Linked DNA regions of Xenopus laevis: region 2 is linked to region 1. The links are chromatin contacts, called in public Hi-C maps. All regions are on one chromosome and are shown on one strand. The core of a region is the stretch at or near the end of the contact, and the rest is flanking DNA. Distances in the headings are between cores, read along the strand shown. Region 1 has its middle 6.0 kb from the start of csrnp2.L. Region 2 holds the start of tfcp2.L (transcription factor CP2 L homeolog).

Evidence for each region. A called contact is a pair of places that touch in the nucleus more often than the background predicts.
Region 2: a Hi-C map of the XL177 cell line shows a contact between it and region 1, with 1.9 times the contacts expected there. The contact joins the promoter of tfcp2.L here to the enhancer-like site in region 1. A contact is called at or near these places in 2 of 4 Hi-C or Micro-C datasets (the XL177 cell line and the XTC cell line).

Annotation. Positions count from the first base shown.
Region 1 is chr2L:149,783,187-149,786,965 of Xenopus_laevis_v10.1, forward strand. No RefSeq gene overlaps it. Among protein-coding and RNA genes, the nearest start is that of csrnp2.L, 6.0 kb to the left of the region's middle. Within about 2 kb of position 1,790, at least 1 of the 7 cell types and tissues checked has an H3K27ac peak or open chromatin away from gene starts, as enhancers often do.
Region 2 is chr2L:149,839,096-149,842,874 of Xenopus_laevis_v10.1, forward strand. tfcp2.L (transcription factor CP2 L homeolog) reads right to left here and starts at 1,930. Exons shown (of 15, transcript NM_001095978.1): 1 at 1,563-1,930. The coding sequence starts at 1,684.

The DNA.
Region 1 (3,779 bases), core at 540-3,039:
TCCTCTTTGGGTCTGGCCACACGGGCCGATTCGGGAAGTTTAGTCACCAGGCGACTAATCTCCCTGATCTGCCTTCCACAGGCTAAAATGTAAGTCGCCTGGGCAGGCGCGATTCGTTTTCCAAAGTCACCCGAAGTTTCCTCGGGAGCCAATTACGGGCGACTTCGGAAAACGAAGCGCTAGGTGATTTACATTTTAGCCGAGGGAAGGAAGATTGGGGAGGTTTGTCGTCGCGAAGAAGAGGAGATTTGTCGCCTGGTTACTAATCTCCCCGAATCTGCCTGTGTGGCCAGACCCTTAGAGTAAGACAGAAATGCGGTGGGTGGCACTTCTGACTTGCAGTGTTGGGGGTCGTAGGTTTTTAATCATGGTGTTTGTAAATAAATATTTTCAATATTCTCATTCAATTACAATATAGAATAATAACAATATTGGTTAGGGTTATTAAATGTTTCAAATGTTTTTATGTATCGTAGGGATTCTTCGAAGTTTTATAGAAGGGCCAATTACCCTTGCAACCATATGATTTGAATAAAAGACTACAATATGAAAAGGAGAAACCTTAATAGAACGATGAGGCATACAAAAATAGCAATAACAATATATTATTTATATATATATATATATATATATATATATATATATATATATATAAAAAAACTATGACAAATGATGGAGACCTATTGAAAAGTTGTTTAGAATAGGCCTCTTTATAACATACTAAAAGTTAACTTAAAGGGGAATTTTAAAGAAATTAAGTATGAAGAAAAGAAAAAAAAAACCCTTATTCAGAAAACCCAAGCATTCCGGATAATAGATTTCATATCTGTACACTCCAAAGTGTTGACAGGTAGTGGATGCTATTTTAATCTAGTGATATAGCACAAACTCATTTCCAGCGACTGATGCTTATGTTTACACATATTACTGTGATCCAGGCTGGTTAATCAATCACATGAGTTCAGCTTGGGTCAAATAATCATTCTATGCATATGCTGTACCCCCATAACACTATTCACTGTGCATCACCCACATTTATGAGTTCACCGATGGCAAATGGGTCCAGACATGTTAACATGATCCATAACCGTGGCTGTAAATATAGTCATCTAGCTTTATAGAACTACGTATAACATTTACCATGTTACAGATTTACCGAATCTGAATATCCCTCTTCTCAAACCTCAAAAGAAACAAAAGCTTGTTGAATCCATTGACACCAGGGTTCATTGTTGCTGTTGCAGTACACTTATCTTATGGTTGATTCCATCTCTTCAGATATTTTAAATTGCCAATCAATGGGGGTTAATTCACCAGTTCGAAGCTTTCTGCACAGGGTGCCCACTCTCAAACAGGAATGTCACTATACAGAGCTATGAAGGGACAAAGCAGCAACCCATCGCTGTTCATCATGACCTCCTGCTGCTGTAAACTTTTCCAGTCAGTGATCTATTACATCATGAAAGACAAAGCACCTCACTGCTCACCCCACAAGCCTACTGGTAAATTATTATTTATTTGCCCACCCGTGAGGATGACCAAAGAGCACTGGTCTGTTTGGCTGATGTCCCAAGTGACTTGATCCAAATTGATAAGGGAATGTGCAATTTTTGGATCAGCCGATGTCTCACACTTTAGCAAAGATAGAACAACAGTATTTCCAAGTACCCCCCAAATTCTCCAAATGTGTGCATGTATGGCCACCATGAGAGTGAATAGTACATGACAGCGCTATATAAATAAATGATGATGATTTATATTAAGATTTCCCTTAGTGTAGGCACCCCGCCAGCCTTGAGTGGCACAAAGCAGTGGGCGAAAGGTGGCAGCAATAAAGACCAAATTGGGTAGGATCTGGGGTAATTGTTTCTGCTCCCTTGGGTATTTCTGGAAGTTCAGCTTGACCACCAACTGAAGTATGATTCAAATAAATGTATGGTAAGCACGGTTTCCACATATTTATTTGTCTTTAAAGGAACAGTAACAGCAGCAAATCAAAGTGGTTTGACTGGTAAAAGTTATGCGTTTGCTTTAGAAAGACTACTTTTGTTTATATCCATAAGCTCCTGTGTAGCCATGGGGGTTGCCATTCAAGCTGCAGGCTACTTAGCAGATAACAGATAAGCTCTGTAATACAATGGTATTCTGCAGATTGCATCCGTTATCTGTGCTTGAATGGCTGCCCCCATGGCTACACAGCAGCTTGTTTATATAAAAATAATTGTGTTTCTGAAGCAAACACACCAGTTTTACCAGTGCAGGGCAACAGTACATTATATTTCAAAACACTTTAATTTTTTGCTGTTACTGTTCCTTTAAAGCAGTGATCCCCAACCAGTAGCTCGTGAGCAACATGTGGCTCTCCAACCCCTTGGATGTTGCTCTCAGTGTCCTCAAAGCAGGTGATTATTTTTGAAGCAAGTTTTAATTGCATAAAAACAAAGTATAGTGCCAAGTAGAGCCTCCTGTAGGCTGCCAGTCCACATAGGGGCTACTAAATAGCCAATCACAGCTCTTATTTGGCACCCAAGGGATTTTTTCATGCTTCTGTTGCTCCCCAACTCATTTTACATTTGAATGTGGCTCAGGGGTAAAAAAAGGTTGGGGGCTCCTGCTTTAAAGCCTTAGCGTGACATGGAGTACCTGAATTAATCAGCAATACTTCCAAGAATACTATCCTACAATCTCACCCTAAATGGCTTTCAATGTGGGCCAACAAGCTGCTCCACTGGGTCTACTGGGAAACTACCAGGATGAAAACAAGAATTCTGTCTGTAATATGATCTATGGGATGTAAACTATGATTTAACTGATTTAAATGTATACCAGTACAATGCAAAAAATTATTATTGAAATCACATTCATTATAAAACAAAAACATATGTTTGTCGATTTATTATGAAATACATTATTTGGTGGTTTATAGTTTCGAGGATTGAACACTTTTCTTTCCCACAAGTGACTTGTTACTAATCCACATTTACAGATATTCCAACTGATTGCATTGGACTCGCTCCCCCAAATGATACACAAGCACAGGATTTTTTGAAATTCGTGATACGAGGATGATAATAGGCTGACAATAGTACTCCTAATGGAAACATCTACACAGAGCAGAGCATACTGCACATAATGCCAAAGTAGCTGGAAAAAAACCCAGCTACTCATAAAATATATGCCCTTTCTTAATTCTGATTTATATTGAGTCAAGGAGAACTAAACCCACTTGCTAATAAAAACCCCTACCCTCCATAGTCCCCCCCTCCCTGCTCCTCCCAACACAGGTGTTAACATCTATAAATGCCCCTAAGCCTGTAATTACCCCTCGTTGCAGAGTCAGTGCAGCGGAGGTTGCAGGAGCCATCTTCAGTGCTTCGGTATGGTTTGGTAAGTAAGCGTCTTTATCGGCGCATGCAAGTAGGAGCAGTCTTCCACTTTGTGATAACTGCACATGTGCGAAAGTGACAGAAGCACCGGAAGAAGACCCAAAGATTACATAAGTGCCGGAAGATGGCGTCTGTGAGCTCCGCTGTGCTGACTCTGCAGCGAGGGAATATTACAGGCTTAAGGTGGCCATTAGGCCATTATGCACCGAATCCACTATTTTGGATTCGGCCGAACCCCCGAATCCTTCGTGAAAGATTCGTCCGAATACCGAACCCTAATTTGCATATGCAAATTAGGGGTTGAAAGGGGAAAATATTTTTTACTTCCTTGTTTTGTGACAAAAAATCAAGCAATTTCCCTCCACGCCCCTAATTTGCATATGCAAATTAGGA
Region 2 (3,779 bases), core at 680-3,179, 56 kb after region 1:
TGCAGAAGGTGAAAAATGGCACTTTACACTTCAATATTAGAAAAACGATCACACATAGAAAATAAAAAGTCATTGGAAAAAGTCATTATTTCTGGTGATCTATCTGAAAACAACTAGTTGTTTGAATGTAAACAACCCCTTTAAGTCTAGCAGAAAATAATTTAAACATTAAATAAACCCAATAGGCTGATATCTTAGTATCCTAGTCTGGATCAAGTACAAGATACTGTTTTATTATTACAGAGAAAAATATTAGTGTATGGGAGATAGCCTTTCTGTAATTTGAAATTTCTGGACAACGGGTTTCCAGACAAAGTTTCAAATATGTGTATTTCATGGTCTGTCCACTCCACTGAAGAACGCAACCAAAAGTATAGATATGTATAGAAAATCCAAAATGTTAAGAGTGAAATTGAGCAACAACAGACTCAATTCAAGAAACACCAAACTGATATTGAATTCAAGACATTTGCTACACTTTTGTAAATCTCACATAGTCACAGCCATCTCCATCAAGCTTGTTCTACTGCATATTTGGTGTGGATTTTATACTCACAGTCCTGTGCATGGCATGCAGATTTGCACTCATTGAACTAAATGTGTCAGGAATAAATACACAACCAAGAAAGAGAACAAGGTTAAAACAACAAATGCAGTCTGCCTAAATTATTATTTTAGGCAGACTGGTCCAAAATAAACATGCACTGTCCACTTGTGTGATGCACCAGAGCAGGTTAGTAACTACAGACCAATGTCTCTGGCCACCAGCCACCTTGAGTGAAGTCATACGCTTAGTCTGACAGTGACCAGAATAAAAATAGTTGAAGAAAACTGCTTTAGTGTGTCTTTTCCATATTCGTCATTATTAAACTACAGGTATGGGATCTCTTATGCAACAAGCTCTGCATTATGGGAAGGCCATCAACTAATTCTAACAATGATTTAACTTTTTCTCTGTAATAATCAGTTCCTTGAACTTGATGGTAACTAAGCTGCATGCATCCATATTGGTGACAAAACAATTCAATTGGACATATTATGTTTAAATATTAGTAGACAAAAGGTTTCCCATACCTCTAGAAGCCTTATGTCCTCACAAATTGTTCAGAATGAGTTTCTCAGTCTGCAATTGGTTCTTGTATTTTATTATTTGTGGTTTTTGAGTTAATTTAGCAGCTCTTCAATTTGCATCTTAAGCAATGTAGTCTGAGCATGTGAGGGTCGCAGACCCTTTCCAAGATGGTGACCCCCCCCCTGTGACAAGTTTCAAAATGTGGATCATTGCTGCTATTGAGAAACAAACTTTAGGCTGGTGCAATAAGTTGATTACATCAAATAGGGCATGTTTAGCCATATTCATGGTTAGGGTTTAGTTCTCCTTTAAAGAACGGTGATAGCTGCTGCTTTTGATTGGCCACCCAGATCCCAGGACTGTGCCACAAGTGGTGAGAGTGCACAGTCTGATCCCACTTGCCATTTTAGACTACAAATAAGCCCATCTGTGCTGGACTGCAAATCAATAGGTGTTTCAATTGCTATCCAGGCCCAATATCAGCGCTTACCTCATGCTGTAAGCTCCAGCGCCAAGTTCCTGCCCGATCCCTGATAAACTGGCATCAAAGTCCTGCACCAACCCAGACTCGATCACTTCATCTGCCAGCGGTAACTTCAGTGCCCAGGCCATGATTCCACTTTTCTCCTCAACAAAAGTGTCGCAGCTGTGTGGGCCGAAGCCTGGCAGTGCCCAGCTGCAATTTCACACGGCGCTGCGACCCTGCAGCTAACGCATAGCTCTCTCAGCCGCACCAACTGATCCAATGGCAACACTGATTCACATCATCCTCGCACCCGGCGTGTTCGCTTTCCTCCTCATTTAGCGGCGGAGCCGTCACAGCGCACTGATTGGGTATCACTTATACAAAGGGACCGCTCTCAGGCTTCTGAGGAGATCATGGTTGGTGCTGATTTGGGAGCGAAAAGCACAAGCAGGAGGCGAATTTCCGGTTCTAGTCGCTCTGAACGGGGAGGGGCTACAAACAGCTGTAACGCCGGCCGACCTCACTCGCCGCAGCCCACAGCAAGTGACAAGATGCTCAGCCAGGAAACATGGAGGAGGCAAGCAGACACGACGCATAGCTTGACGCGACGTAACCACGCCCCAGATACAGCAGCCAACCAATTGGATAGACAGGACGCCATACTCTTGGGACAAGGATTTGCAGAGTTCGCAGCGAGGGCCGTAAGTTTTTTTTAAAAGGAAGAGGAAGCGATTGGTCGGTTTTGTTGAGGGCGTGGTTATCGTTTGTAAGGCAAAAGCGAGGGATTTGCAGTGATTTGCCTCAAACTTCATTTGTCATGTTGCTGCCGTCAACTCTCCTGCAAAGTGCAAAGGCCGGAATTTGCAATTGGTTTTCAAATGCGCAATTGTTAACACTAGAAGAAAGGTTTCAAGTTAATATCATGTCAGTTCAGTTGTTTTCCTGAAAGGACAGCTATATCTGCTGTGGTGGTGGTGTCAGAGAAACATACAGCAAGCTAAAGGCCCAACAATATGCTCTTCTCTCCCTCCCTCCATGTCTTACAGATGGGTAGGGTTGCCAGGTCTAATTTTCAAAACCAGCCAAAGTCCGCTACAAAACCAGCCCAAAACTAGCCGAGGGGCACTACAAAAGTAGCCCACAAATAGCACAATATGTGCAGTGAAAAAAAGGTCTGAAAAATAAATCAATATATGTAAATATACGCAGTAGGAGCATTTATCCGCTACGGATCTACTGCGCATGTGCCAAAAGTCACGAAGTTTCGTGACATTCGGCACATGCGCAGTAGATCCAAAAACGCCGGTCAAAGCAGGAAGAAGACTGCTTGGGAGAAGATGGCATCTGTGAACTCCGTGGACTGGACCTGCACAGAGAGGTGAGTAACAAGTTAGTGGCATTTGCCCGGGGGGACAGGTAGGCCAGGGGGGAGGAGTGGGGGGGGCAACACAGGGGAGGGATTTGTGCGCTCAGGGGGTTTCCTGATCCTTTAACAACACAGGGCGGTCCAGGAGGTATAGGGACCCGTGAGACCCTAATACATATACAATTTCAGAAAATATTGGTAAAAAAGGTCAACCTCTAGACATTTTGGTGGCAGCAGATTTTTGCCCCAAAATTGTTTGAAATTGAGGAAGATCACCAGAAAATGTGAGAATGCTTAAGAGGGATGGAAAACTGGGGTACAGAGCCCAAAATCTGGTCATTTCTGACTTCTACACAAGTCAGTCTCAGTGTATGCTGGGTATTGTAGTCTTACATTAAAGGAATTGTTCAGTGTAAACATAAAAAACTGTGTAAATAGATAGGCTGTGCAAAATAAAAAATGTTTCTAATATAGTTAGTTAGGCAAAAATGTAATGTATAAAGGCTGGAGTGACTGGATGTCTAACATAATAGCCAGAATACAACCTCCTGCTTTTCACCTATCTTGGTTTACACTGACTGGTTACACTCAGAGACTTGAGGCGGGGGGGGGCACATGGGTCATATCTGTAACTTTTGAACCTGAGCTGAATGCTGAGGATCAATTGCAAACTCACTGAACAGTTATGTCCCATGTGGTCCCCCTTCAAGTCGCTGACTAACTCAGAGTTAGAGAGCTGAAAAGCAGGAAGTAGTGTTCTGGCTATTATATTAGACATCCAGTCACTCCAACCTTTATACATTACATTTTTGGCTAACTAACCAAATTGGAAACATTTTTTTTTGCAGAGCCTATCTATTTACCCAGTTTGTTTT